Regions from separate parts of the Zea mays genome. Here region 2 is linked to region 1. A link is a contact called in public Hi-C data. All regions are on one chromosome and are shown on one strand. Each heading gives the region's core, a stretch centred on a gene start, on an enhancer-like site or on the middle of the called end of the contact. The rest is flanking DNA. Distances are from core to core; before and after follow the strand shown. Region 1 holds the start of LOC103640772 (pentatricopeptide repeat-containing protein At5g04780, mitochondrial). Region 2 holds the start of LOC100280213.

Region 1 (6,420 bases), core at 2,091-4,590:
CTCGCCCCGGTAAACAAGTAATGATGGCGCCCCGCGTGCTCCATGACGACGGCGGCTCTCAGCCCCTTACGGAAGCAAGGAGACGTCAGCAAGGATTCGACAACCCCGACAGTTGTCCTTCCGCAGGGCTCCAGCTCTCCTCCGACGGCCACGACATCACATGAACAGGGTGCCAAAACCTCTCCGACTGCCACGACGACATGTACTTAGGGCTCTAGCTCCTCTCTGCTAGACACGTTAGCACACTGCTACACCCCCCATTGTACACCTGGACCCTCTCCTTGCGCTTATAAAAGGAAGGTCCAGGGCTCTCGTACGAGAAGGTTGGCCGCGCGGGAGAACGGGCCGACGCATAAGGCTCTCGCCCCCTCTCTCCCTCTCCCACGCGAACGCTTGTAACCCCCTACTGCAAGCGCACCCGACCAGGGCGCAGGACAACATGAAGGCCGCGAGTTTCCCCTTTGCCTGTTTCTTCCCCCCTTCGTGCTCCGTCTCGCGCCGACCCATCTGGGCTGGGACACGCGGCGACAATTTACTCGTCGGTCCAGGGACCCCCCGGGGTCGAAATGCCGACAATATCACAAGAAGGGATTGCTCGGAAAGCTCCGGACAGAAAGACTACAAGTTCGGAGGCATCGGGGGGGTAGGCTCAACCAAGCTGCCGAGCAAAACTCCTTGACTCGAGCATCGCGGACTGTCCGACACCTGGGTGCGGACAATCTGGTGCTCATGCGGATGGTCCGGCTGACTCAACCAGATAGTCCGCCCATGGCTATAAGCGTCAGCCTCCACACAAAGCAAGGAAAGAGACGCAAGGGCAAAGCCAACATGACGCACTTGGTCTGCTAGTAAAAGCCGGCCCTACTTTTGATCAATTGCTAGCCAAATATGCTAGCAAGAAGGTCGTTTTATGCGATCGGCCAACAAAGAACCCTGGTCACCCCCTAAAACAAAACGACCAAGTAAAACAGCCCGAAAGATGACGCGACCAGCATCGCCTATTCATCCTATCATGACAAGATGCTTTCCACCAACCTACTCATCGTCGATGTGTTGTCCTGTTCAAATATAGACTGGTATGACGATGAACCCATGGTACATGCGTACTCCCTTTATCTATTCAGGCGGGAGGCACCTCCATTCTATTCCTATTGATCTGTTGATCAAATGGTCACGATCGAGAAAGATGTAATCCTAAACGACCTTTATGCATTGGGGCTCTATTAAATGATCACCATATTGGATTAGAAAAGCCGGTGACTTGCATCAGGCTTATTTCATATGCTTTTGGTTCATCAACCTCCATCAAAAGGCAGGGGGCATATGTTGAGCACACAAAATGTCCTCGCAGACGGTTTGCGGTGGTGGCGCGGACGGTCCGCGCGTGCGCAGAATCAGTTAGGGTTCCGAGTTTCTCGCGAGATTTGTTAGCTAAAACCGCGGGATTAGCTCGGGAAACGACTTGTAGCGCATCCAGGCCTCCTCCTTTATATAGATGAAGACTACGACCAATTGAACACCCCACAATCGATCAAATCAAGTCTATTTCTCGTTTTTACCTGATGCATTAGGAGTAGTTCTAGTTTAACCTTCTTTTACCTCAAATCTTCATCTCTCTTCGGCTCTACGTCGACTAGAGACGTCTTGGGTGGCCCGCCGACGCCAAGACACACCCTACAATCTCTCCTCCCGATGGGGTCCCTCCCGAGATGCAAGATCTAGGTCTGCTGCGAAGAAGACTCTCTGCGCCATCGCGGACCGTCCGGACGTACGCAGAGGAGGAGTCGCTCCTGTGCCAGGTCGTGGACCGTCCGGTCCTATACTGCGGACCGTTCGCGCCTCTGCAGAGAGCACCACCAGATGGTCCTTTCTAGTGTTTGGCGCCCAGATCGGCGCCAACACAATCGACAGTGATATATTATTGCTGATTCGTGGCCTGAGTCCTCACCGTTGATTTTTTAGAACCTTACGTCATTTTTATATTTCTAAATTAAAAACCACCATTGATGGGTCAACAATTTATAGTGAAGTGGGTAGCAATCATGTGCTTACACTATTACATGCATTGCACCATCTGAACACTATGTGGATAAATTTATACCTCATAGCTACTCAAAATTGATTGTTCTATCTAACACAACAATTTTTATATACTTTATATGATTTCGTCATACATTCAGTGATTTTTAATATGTACTTTGCTAAAACCTTATCCGGAGTTATATCAACCCTTGCTACATCTTTTTGAGACATTACAAATCTATATTTAGTGAATCTCAATTTCTAATTCTAAGTGAATGTCATATTTTTCATCCACACATTAAATTTAGACTTTGCTTCTTATTATATATTCTATTAAAAATGTCAACTATATTTTGTTAAAATAGATTCTAGACCGTACCATACATTATATTCTTTGATATTACAGTGACATGACAATAGTTTCAATCTACACCGCAACACTTAAAATGTTGAATTATCTTCTATCCAAGAATCATATGTATAACGGCACTGTTTTATAAAAAATGGAGTTCTCACAGTTGGGTTCCAATTTTGGTATGCCAAGGTGTATACAAAGTAATAACTTACAGAAAATATTATGGTAGAGTTTGGTTTGTTAATGAAACAATTTCTCACCACCAATAAACTCTAAATGTATATATTAACCGTTAATATATATAATGTATACTTGTACTTTATGGCACCTGGCATTTATGTTTATTTTCAATTGAATATTGGTAGAACTCGGTAGTTTTGAAATATATATACTGTATTTTTTTCATTGTTTATTTTTAAGACAAACTGTAGCTATCAATTTAAGGACCTATTTTTTTGAAAAAAACTAAATTACTGGATCTAAAATTTTAGGTGATCTGATAACCCACACCCAAATATTTTCTCCATCCAGGAAAGAATGGAAGTCTCGTTTCCCAAGGAGTCAAAACATTCTAAATCTTCATAGGATTGCATAAGATAATATCTTCCACTATGTTTGTCATAAAAAACATTTGACGACTAATGTATTATTTTTTCTGAAGATCATATATATTAATAGTTTCTGTATATATTTAATCAAATTGGAGATTGTTTTTGGGGAAATATGGATCTGTTACTAGTTTACTACTAAAATATTATAACTTTAGATATATACCATTACTATCTTACTTATATGTGGGATTCACATGTGTCAATGACATGTAGAGTCTATGATTTATATCTAAAGTTATAATATTTTAATGGTATATATCTAATTATTCCTTGTTTTTGAGATTTTCCTCCTTTTGGGAGACGACAATCCGCAGAATACAAAACACACGTGCAGACAATGGGCCGAAACGTGCCATGAGTGCTCGGGCTTTAAGGAAGAGTCTCCATGCTATTGAGCTGCTAATCCTCGCTCTGTTTCGGGCCGTATGCCCCAGTCCGGACTCCGGAGTTCCCACACCAGCCCGCGGGCTCGATATTTGCTTTCGCAATTTCCTCTCGTCGCTCGCCGCTAGGCTCTAGCGCCTGGTCACTCGCAGTCGCAGCGGAGATTTTGGCCCCGTGTGCCGTGTTCGTGTTGCAGCCTGGTTCCGATCAACCGCTTCCTGGCTATCTCGGCGTCCTTCGAGCGCCGCTGCGGGTGCTGGCTCGGCGGGTGCGGCGACATCTGCTCCTGCGCCGAGGGTGTTCGACGGAATGACGCATAATGAGAGAGGTAGCCAGCGGTTCTTCTCTGACTGTACTTTTTTCCCCATTATCGAAATTGATGATTTGATGTGCTATAGTAGTGTCAGTGCTACGTAGGGCTGGACTGGACTGAAAATATGCCCTGCTGCTGCATGTAGAGTACAGTTTTGTGTGCTCCGTGTCTCTGCCATTCCCCTTTTGCAATCTTATTGCCTCTGAATTTCTGCATCATATGACCAGAGTCCCTGTGGTTTATTTTCGTTATGGGAGTTGGGTCCGTTTTTTTTTTCTTTTTGTAGAAGCCTGGTTGAGGTAAACTCTAAGTAAGGCCCCGTTTGGTTTGGAGTAACTAAAGTTTAGTCACTTTTAGTCCCTAAAGAAGCAAACATGGTGACTAAACTTTAGATCTTTAGTCACCTAAACTTTAGATCTTTAGTCACCAAGAGGGTGACTAAAAGGGACTAAATTAGGATTTTTAACTTATTTACTCTCTTCACTTTTTTCTTGCAACAAACATCCACTAATTATTAAGGGTAATACAGTCATTATTCACAGCGATTAATGCTCTTTAGTCCGATTTAGTCACTGAAACCAAACGGGGTACTTTAGCGACTAAAGTTTAGTCTAGTGACTAAAGGAACCAAACAGGCCCTAACTTGTGTTTTGTGGAACGCTGTTTAACGCCATCCTGATTCAGGGTGAGCTCATCTGGAAAATAAGAATATTACTGTTAGCAAAGCACTGAATTGTTTAATCCTTCGGTACTGTTGTTCTGTCATTCCAAATGGTCGTGCCCTAGCCCCTCTGATTTTATGGTTATCTAACAATTCTATTCAGTAAACAAATTCTGCAAGACTGAAAATGGACATGAAAAATGAGGCTATTATGACTGGAGTACTAGTGTTCAGTGTCACAATATAAGTGCTATGCTAAATTCAGCTCGCAAAGGTGTTAAACCTGCAGCTCCATTAGTTTAGCTCCTGATTTATTTTTTCAAATGTTTTTTTTCATTTTCAACCATTTGTACAGATTTTAGTGAAATCCGGTGTATTTTCTCATTTTGATTTATTTTAAACTTGCATTCCTTTTATGACGGGATGTAAATTTGATAGCAGAAGATATGTGAATGAGTATCACAAGGTTGCTACTTGTATTAACTTGCTATTTCTTTCAGCGATGCAATGCAAAAGTTTCTGATTTTCTGAAGGTGGACAAACATGCTGAAACATTCACAGTTCAGTCTGCAGAGAATTTTTTCTGCTCTTAGCGTCAAGCAAATTCCACTTCCTTTTTGTAAGTACAAATCCCACTTTGTGAAGTTTGCCTAAAAGTAAAACTGAGAGAGTTTGGGGCAGCTGCCTTGCTTGGATGGGCATTTGGTTTAACCATCAATCTATAAAACAGTGTGCCTGTTCTCTTATTGCTGTACTCTCCGGAATTCATTTTGGTGCTCGTTCTTTTTGTAACAAGCTAAACAATGGAATTGCCCTAAAGGATAGAAGCCTTATTAGGTTTGACAGGAATTTGATTGACATGTTTACGCTACATGAACTTTTGCAACAGTGTACACAGAAGAGGTCCCTCTTGGTTGGGAAAGGCTGCCATGGTTTAGCCATCCATTTGGGTTTGGTAACTGATACTGTCACATGCAATATTCTCATCAACTTGTATACAAAATGTGGTAGGAATGATTGCGCTCGCCATGTTTTTGACTCAATGTCTTTCAGAAGCATAGTCTCATGGAATACCATGATTGCTGGGTATACCTGCAATGGAGATGGTTTACAGGCTCTGAAGCTTTTTTCAAAGATGCACCAAGAAGGGACACAGATGAGTGAATTTACCCTGTCCAGCACCCTATGTGCATGTGCTGCAGAATGTGCTACTATAGAATGCAGACAATTACATGCTATAGCAATGAAGCTTGCATTGGACTCAAATAGTTTTGTTGGAACTGCTGTTCTTGATGTTTATGCGAAGTGTAATATGATTAATGATGCCTGTTTGGTTTTTGAGAAGATTCCTGAGAAAACTGCAGTTACATGGAGTACATTGTTTGTAGGACTCATGCAAAATGGTCTTCACGAAGATGCATTACGTCTATTCCAGGGTTCACAAAGGGAAGGGATACAATTGACTGAATTCACTCTTTCTGCTATACTCAGTACATGTGCAAGCCTAGCATTGATGATTGAAGGAATGCAGCTGCATGCAGATGTTATCAAGTATGGTTTTAATAACAATTTGTTTGTGGCATCATCTCTTGTGGATGTTTATGCAAGGTGTGGGCAGATTGAGAAAGCCTATCTAGTATTTGCTGACATGAAACACAAGAATGTTGTCCTGTGGAATGCAATGATAACTAGTTTTACTAGGCATGGTAAATCTTTGGAAGCAATGATTCTCTTTGAGAAAATGCAGCAGTCAGGGATATCTCCAAATGAAGTTACTTATGTCTCCATGATGTCGGTGTGTGGTCATGCAGGTTTAGTTGAAGAGGCCCGATGCTACTTTGATCTGCTGGTTACTGATCAGACTGTTAAACCTAATATTGTTCACTATTCTTGCATGGTTGATGTTTTGGGGCGATCTGGGAAGACTGATGAGGCTTGGGAACTGATTCAACAAATGCCATTTGAACCAACTCCTTCTATGTGGGGATCTTTGCTTGGTTCATGCCGTAAGTACAGGAATGTCGGAATAGCCAGACTAGCAGCTGAACAGCTTTTCAAACTTGAACCAGAAAAT
Region 2 (6,420 bases), core at 2,362-4,861, 280 kb before region 1:
ATGAGTGATGAACTTTACCGCCGAACAGTCAATGACATTCTGCTTAAGTGCTTGGGCCCAGATGATGCTATATTAGCCATGGCCGAAGTACATGAAGGGATTTGTGGTACTCATCAATCAGCTCCAAAGATGAAGTGGTTGTTGCGAAGGTCTGGTTTTTATTGGCCTAACATGATAGCTGATTGTTTCAAGTACTACAAGGGTTGCCAAGTGTGTCAAAAATTCGGTGACCTACAGTTGGTCCCTGCAGCCGAATTACATCCTATTATCAAGCCTTGGCCTTTCAGAGGATGGGGATTAGACTTTATTGGAGAAATTCATCCTTCATCATCAAAGGGGCATCGGTTCGTGTTAGTTGCCACTGACTACTTTACCAAATGGACTGAAGCCGTTGCTCTGAAAAACATGACGCACAAGGAGGTAATTGAGTTCATAACTGAGCATATTATTCATAGATTCGGCATTCCCCAGACCTTGACTACAGATCAAGGGACTTCTTTTATGTCAAAAGAGGTACGTGAATTTGCTGAATTATACAGAATTAAACTACTTAATTCATCTCCATATTATGCTCAGGCCAATGGACAGGCCGAGTCTAGTAATAGGACATTGATTAATTTAATAAAAAAGAAGATATCTGATAATCCTAAACATTGGCATAAGATTTTGTCCGAAGCTTTATGGGCTCATAGAATATCTAAACATAGTGCTACTAAAGTATCTCCTTTTGAGCTTGTCTATGGGCAGGAAGCAGTATTGCCTGTGGAAATAAGTTTGAATGCTGTCAGATTCGCCAGACAAAATGATCTAACTGTCACTGATTATTATAATTCAATGATGGATAATATTGATGAGGTGACTGACAAGAGGGTGATAGCTTTGGGAGCAATAGAAAAGGACAAGATTATGGTAGCCAGGGCCTACAATAAGAAGGTCAAAGCAAAGTCATTTCAAGTAGGGGATCTGGTGTGGAAGACCATCTTACCTCTAAGGAATAAAGACCGGAAGTTTGGGAAATGGTCGCCAAGCTGGGAGGGTCCTTATAAAGTAAAACAGGTAATGTCTGGTAACGCCTATTTGCTACAAACATTACAAGGCAAGGATTTACCAAAGGCTTTGAATGGGCGTTTCCTCAAACAGTACCATCCTAGTATGTGGCAAGATGCCTAAGAGAACCGATGTGATCACATCGAGTTAGTTGCTTTTGGTTCGCCCAGCTCCACCAAAAGGCAGGGGGGCATATGTTCGAACCAAAAAAGAGCTGCCGGACGGTCCGGCCCTGAGGCCGGACGGTCCGCGCGTGCGCAGAACAGATTAGGGTTCCGAGTTTTGTGCTACGGTTGTTAGCTATATTCGCGGAATTAGCTCGGAATCAGTTGTGTAAAGGGTCCAGTCCCCCTCCTCTATAAACGGAGAGGTCTACGGCCGATTTGTATCATCAACAATCGAATCAATACAACTTTTATTCGCATTTTATCCTAGGAGTAGTTCTAGTCTAGTTTAGGTTTAGCCTCCCAATCCCCAAATTCTTCGCCTCTCTTCGACTCTACGCCGATTAGAGGAGTCTAGGTCGGCCGGCCCGAGCCTAGACAACCCCTAGGATCTCTTCCCCGACGGGGTCCCTCCCGGGAGCGAGATCCAGGCCGCCGCCGGCGATCCTCCGCCGCCCCTGCACACGCGCGGATCGTCCGGCCCAGGGCGCGGACCGTCCGGCCGTCAGGCAGGAAACCCTAGCCCCTGCGCCAGGTCGCGGACCGTCCGGCCCCAGGCCGCGGACCGTCCGCGCCTGACCAGAGAGCACCGCCGCCGGTTCTTCTTGAGTATTTGGCGCTCCAAAAAAGCGTCAACAGTGTGCCTGCCTCCTTACATGAATTAGGATGCCTACTGTCTTACCTTACGTTCTGCGGCACCCTAATCAATACTACTACATGCCCATTACTTAAAAACCCAGCAATCTACAAGCTCTCCACCTCAAAATTTATTAGCTCCTCTGTGCATCTCTGGCGGCAGCCATGGATAGGCTCTGATACTACCACTAGCTAGCACTTAAAGTTGGCATCTGTCCTAGAAAAAAATGTAGTAGTATGTCGATCGCCGGAAAGACGAGAGACAACTACTACTACACTGCGAGACTTGAGTGCGCCGTGACATCAACCTATTTATTGGGAATTCAAGGCTTGATAGACATAGCTACAAACAGCAGCAGCAGCAGCTCATAAATGTTTATTTTTTTTTGAAAATTTGTGGTAGATCAACAATTTTTTTTCCTAGTGTTTGTTGTGTCTTTGGAGACCTTTTTCTTGCATCTTTTTACTACTATACGACGGTAGGAGTGCCATGAAATCCATATCTTGACAGAAATCTTGAAGCCCTCCTTCATCAACATTTATAAGGTCTGTGCATCTCTCTGCCAGCAGCACCATCGGCCATGGATTGTGAGTCCGATGCTTGCTCGGTATCTTTCCTCAAAATGGGCAACGGCCTTTATGAATGTTTATTATGAGGCCAGAGAGCTGTAAAGACGGGTGTTGAAAAAAAAAACAAGAGAAATGAAGAAGCAGCAGTAGCAGCTGTTTTAAATCTTTGACTCGAAAGGTCGAGTTTAATCCATCAGCCAGGAGTACGAGTACTGCCGTGGCCGATCAAACCGCATTGATCTCTCTCCAACCCAAGTACAGAGAGCTCAAGAAAATAAAGTACTACAGTACTGCACAACGAAACACCACACAAACCATTAAAATCATTGCGGGTGGCTCCATGACGGCTCCAAGGTCAAACGACAACATATATCAAGCGGAGTATAATCAGATCGGATACCAACGTACTCGTTTCATATTTTCTCTTCAGACTCGATCGAATATATAGATATTATCAAATATGTCGGATATAATTTGAATAGATATATACATCTTAAATGCCCAACTTTAAAAATATGGATACAGATTGATACTGAGTACCCGGACTCGAATACGAATTGAATCTCAGACCTTTTAAATAAATAGATTTATACCTCTGATTTCCGGTAAAGGTTCCCAGTATAAAGAAGTTGTATGCATTTCTTCACAGATGAACTACATCTATACATGGTTGGCTACTCAATAAGGTCTTGTTCGGTTAATCCCGTTACCCATAGATTGAATGAGATTTGAAAATTTTAAGAAGAAGGTTTGACTTGCTTGAGATTTAAATTCATCCAATCTCACTCAATCCACATGGATTGAGAGCTAACCGAACAAGCCCTAATGGGGTTCTCATGAAACGTTACCGGATATCTCGATGTCTGGCCCGACAATGTGCTCACAGTCCTCGCACCCTAATTTTTGCAGCAACGCACGGGTGTCATATAGGATTTGCAAATTCTGTACCAAAAATATATATCTCCAAGACACAAATAAAAAAAACTAAAATATCGGCCGTCGTAACTATTTTGGACTGGGCTGCCAGCACATGGGCCTCCACGTTTTAAATGTGAAAAGCGAGAAAGCGAAAAGCCCATCAAACGAAGGCGTCAGGCGTCCCCTTGGTGGCGCGAGGGGCCGCCCAGTGACGACTGACGACAATCGACAAAAGGGAAAAGAATAACTGAAAAAGTAAATCGCTCAAAAAAAAAGGAAAATAAAAAAAAAATCGTAGAGAGTTCGATTGGCAGTTGCTGAGCCCGAGCGCGCCCTCCGGCGCCGACAAGCCGGGACCCCACCTCCGCCGGCGGCGATGGGCAACTCGCAGGCTTCGCCGGCGTCCGCCTCCAGCTCCCGCTTCGTCATGGCCTCGAGGTACCGCCTCCCCACTAACAGCTGTCTGCCACCTCCTTCGCTGCCGCGATTCGCAAGCCCTGTCTGGTGCTCTCACCGCTGACACGCTTCCTCGCAGGGCCTTCCCGAAGCAGGAGCTGGACGGCCTCCGCGAGCTATTCGCCTCCCTCGCAGCGCAGTCGCGGACCGGCGGCCGCGCCATCTCACGCCCCGTCTTCCTCGTGGGCACCGCACGCACATTCGCTCTTTTGAATTGGTCCTGGATCTGGATTGCGATCTCTAACGGGTTCGCCTCTATTTGCGCAGGAATACTACCAGGTCCGGGGGCGATTAGGCGACAGGCTGTTCCAGCTGGTGGCGAAGGAGAGTGGCGGGAGCGATGGGGTCACGTTCGAGGATTTGATCATCTCCAAAGTTAGTGCTCGACTCAATTCGATCCACTCTGTTGTTCGTTTAGTTGTCGCGAGCAAGGTCATTGATGTGTTGGTGCCTGGTGGAATTTGTCCAAGTTAAGATCCAGATATGGTCACCCTTTCTAGCTAGTACTTTGTATGTATTCTGTAGTTTGACAGTCTTTTATTTGTTGCATGTAGGCAACATATGGAAGGGGAACTCGTGATGAGGTCGATGAATTCATTTATCAACTATGTGATGTCACAGGAGATGGCGCCTTAACAAGGTATTGCTTTTGAGAGAAATTAATTTCTTCTGATAAATTGGTATGTCATGAGTGAACCGTTTCCTTTGCTAAGCCGATTCAGTAGTTGCATGCTCCAAATCTGAAAATTACTTCAACAAAGACATTAAAGAACACAAATGATATAAATGAGGGGTAGGGATTTCTGGTTACCATTAGGCCTTATGCATTCCAGTTACATGTCTTAGGTACTTGTTTCGCGGAGCGATATTGGCCAAGGCGAATTTGTTTGCACTTAGAAGATTCATACTTTGTGTTAAACAAAGCTTATGATTTATAGGTTGTTTTGGGATTTTTTATTCAGGCTTTTAGGCATCATTTGGTATTTACTCTTGCATTTACATATCACATGCACTGCCAGGTCTGATTTGGAATCAGTCTTGGCGTCTGTTCATGAAACTGTATTTGCAATAAAGAAGGAAGCTGTCGAAGTTTCCAACAATAGACCATTCGAAGAATTCCTCAACTCTGCAGTGTTTTCAAAGGATGTTGAAGGGGTCTCAGGGAAGTCTATGTCATTATCAGACTTTAGGAACTGGTGCACTCTCTTGCCATCATTGAGGAAATTCCTTGGAAATTTGTTGATGCCTCCTGATTCAGGTTTGTCTTATTCTTGCAATTCTGTTAGTATTGTTAAGCAGCATTTCCGTCATTTTTGAAATAAAATAATCAGATCCAGCTGGTGCTGTAGGAGTTGAACTGATATTTTTCATCATGTTGTTCCTCGTTAGTCCTCACATCTAGGACTTCGCACCACGATGACCGGGTGAAGTTTTTGCATTATTCTCTCAAAAACGTTTATGCACTTACTCTACATCTGGAGTGTTAGGAATAAGCTCATAAACCGGGACATCTAAGAAAGTAAGAGGTTTGTCATGCACATAACTGTGAAAAATACAAAGACATAGAGTTTAAGAGCATATACTATTTTCTTGAAAAATGGGATGCATACTACATTAAGACTTCCTCTAAACTTTTACCAGAAATAGTAGAGGTAGAAGTTATTATGGAACCATCCTTTCTAAGTCCCAAAACCATATCGAATTGAATCAAATAGTCTTGAGGCATACTGTTTTCGCCTCCTACAAACATTTGAGTCCTGTTTCTCAAGCATGCCTCACTCACAACCATACTTTTATGCCTTGATTAATGGCGGCAAACATATGTTTTGCTGAGTTTCAGAAAGATACCAATATGTCTGATTAAGTCATAAATAATGTAATTTAATATACAAATGAATTTAGTAAATGTGCTAATTGTATTGAGTCTGATATTTTCTTACTAGATTCCACAACAGGTCAGTAATTAGAACTAATATATTATTGGGCTTAGTGTTTTTTATGCGTTTCCTAGATTCAGTTATTAGGACATTTCCTAGATATGGTGTTTGTGCTGCATGAGTGCCAGCATTTGTCGCTTGTGTGAATGTGTCAGTTCACACTCTTGCCTATTCATTCTGAAGCAATTTCAATTGGTTCTGCACATGCTGTGGTTAGTTGTACGCTTATATATCTAGCATTTTCATTAGCATTGGAGCAGTTTTAATGGAATATAACGTACATGATATATCATGTCATGCTTTTGATGACTTCATTTCATTTGTAGGTAGACCAGGATTTGAAGTACCACTGCTTCATTATCCTGAAAACATCTGTACTGATACGCTGCTTCTAAATAAAGAGTATGCCTGGCATATTGGAGGAGGTTTCTCCCAACATGAGGTGCAAGAGTGGAAGCTTTTATATCATAGTTCTCTTCATGGACAAAGCTTCAACACTTTCTTGGGCAAAGTAACGTGAGTACTCTTCAATTTTGTAGATCTGCTGGAGTGAAAGCCACATTTTTTTAAAAACTTTATTCATAATTATAAAGACATGTTATTATATATGGGAATGACATAATGAAACTAAGTTCCATCCTCATGATATGATTTCAGTTACTTTTCTTTGTCTGCTTAGCGGTCACATTGAT

Evidence for each region. A called contact is a pair of places that touch in the nucleus more often than the background predicts.
Region 2: a Hi-C map of leaf shows a contact between it and region 1, with 2.9 times the contacts expected there. The contact joins the promoter of LOC100280213 here to the promoter of LOC103640772 in region 1. A contact is called at or near these places in 10 of 25 Hi-C or Micro-C datasets (bundle sheath, ear, endosperm and 4 more).

Annotation. Positions count from the first base shown.
Region 1 is chr10:5,673,843-5,680,262 of Zm-B73-REFERENCE-NAM-5.0, reverse strand. It overlaps LOC103640772 (pentatricopeptide repeat-containing protein At5g04780, mitochondrial), which reads left to right and starts at 3,340. Exons shown (of 5, transcript XM_020545970.2): 1 at 3,340-3,700; 2 at 4,847-4,965; 3 at 5,236-6,420. The coding sequence starts at 5,389.
Region 2 is chr10:5,954,789-5,961,208 of Zm-B73-REFERENCE-NAM-5.0, reverse strand. LOC100280213 reads left to right here and starts at 3,611. Exons shown (of 8, transcript NM_001153144.1): 1 at 3,611-3,773; 2 at 3,871-3,973; 3 at 4,059-4,166; 4 at 4,346-4,431; 5 at 4,811-5,049; 6 at 6,055-6,244. The coding sequence starts at 3,712.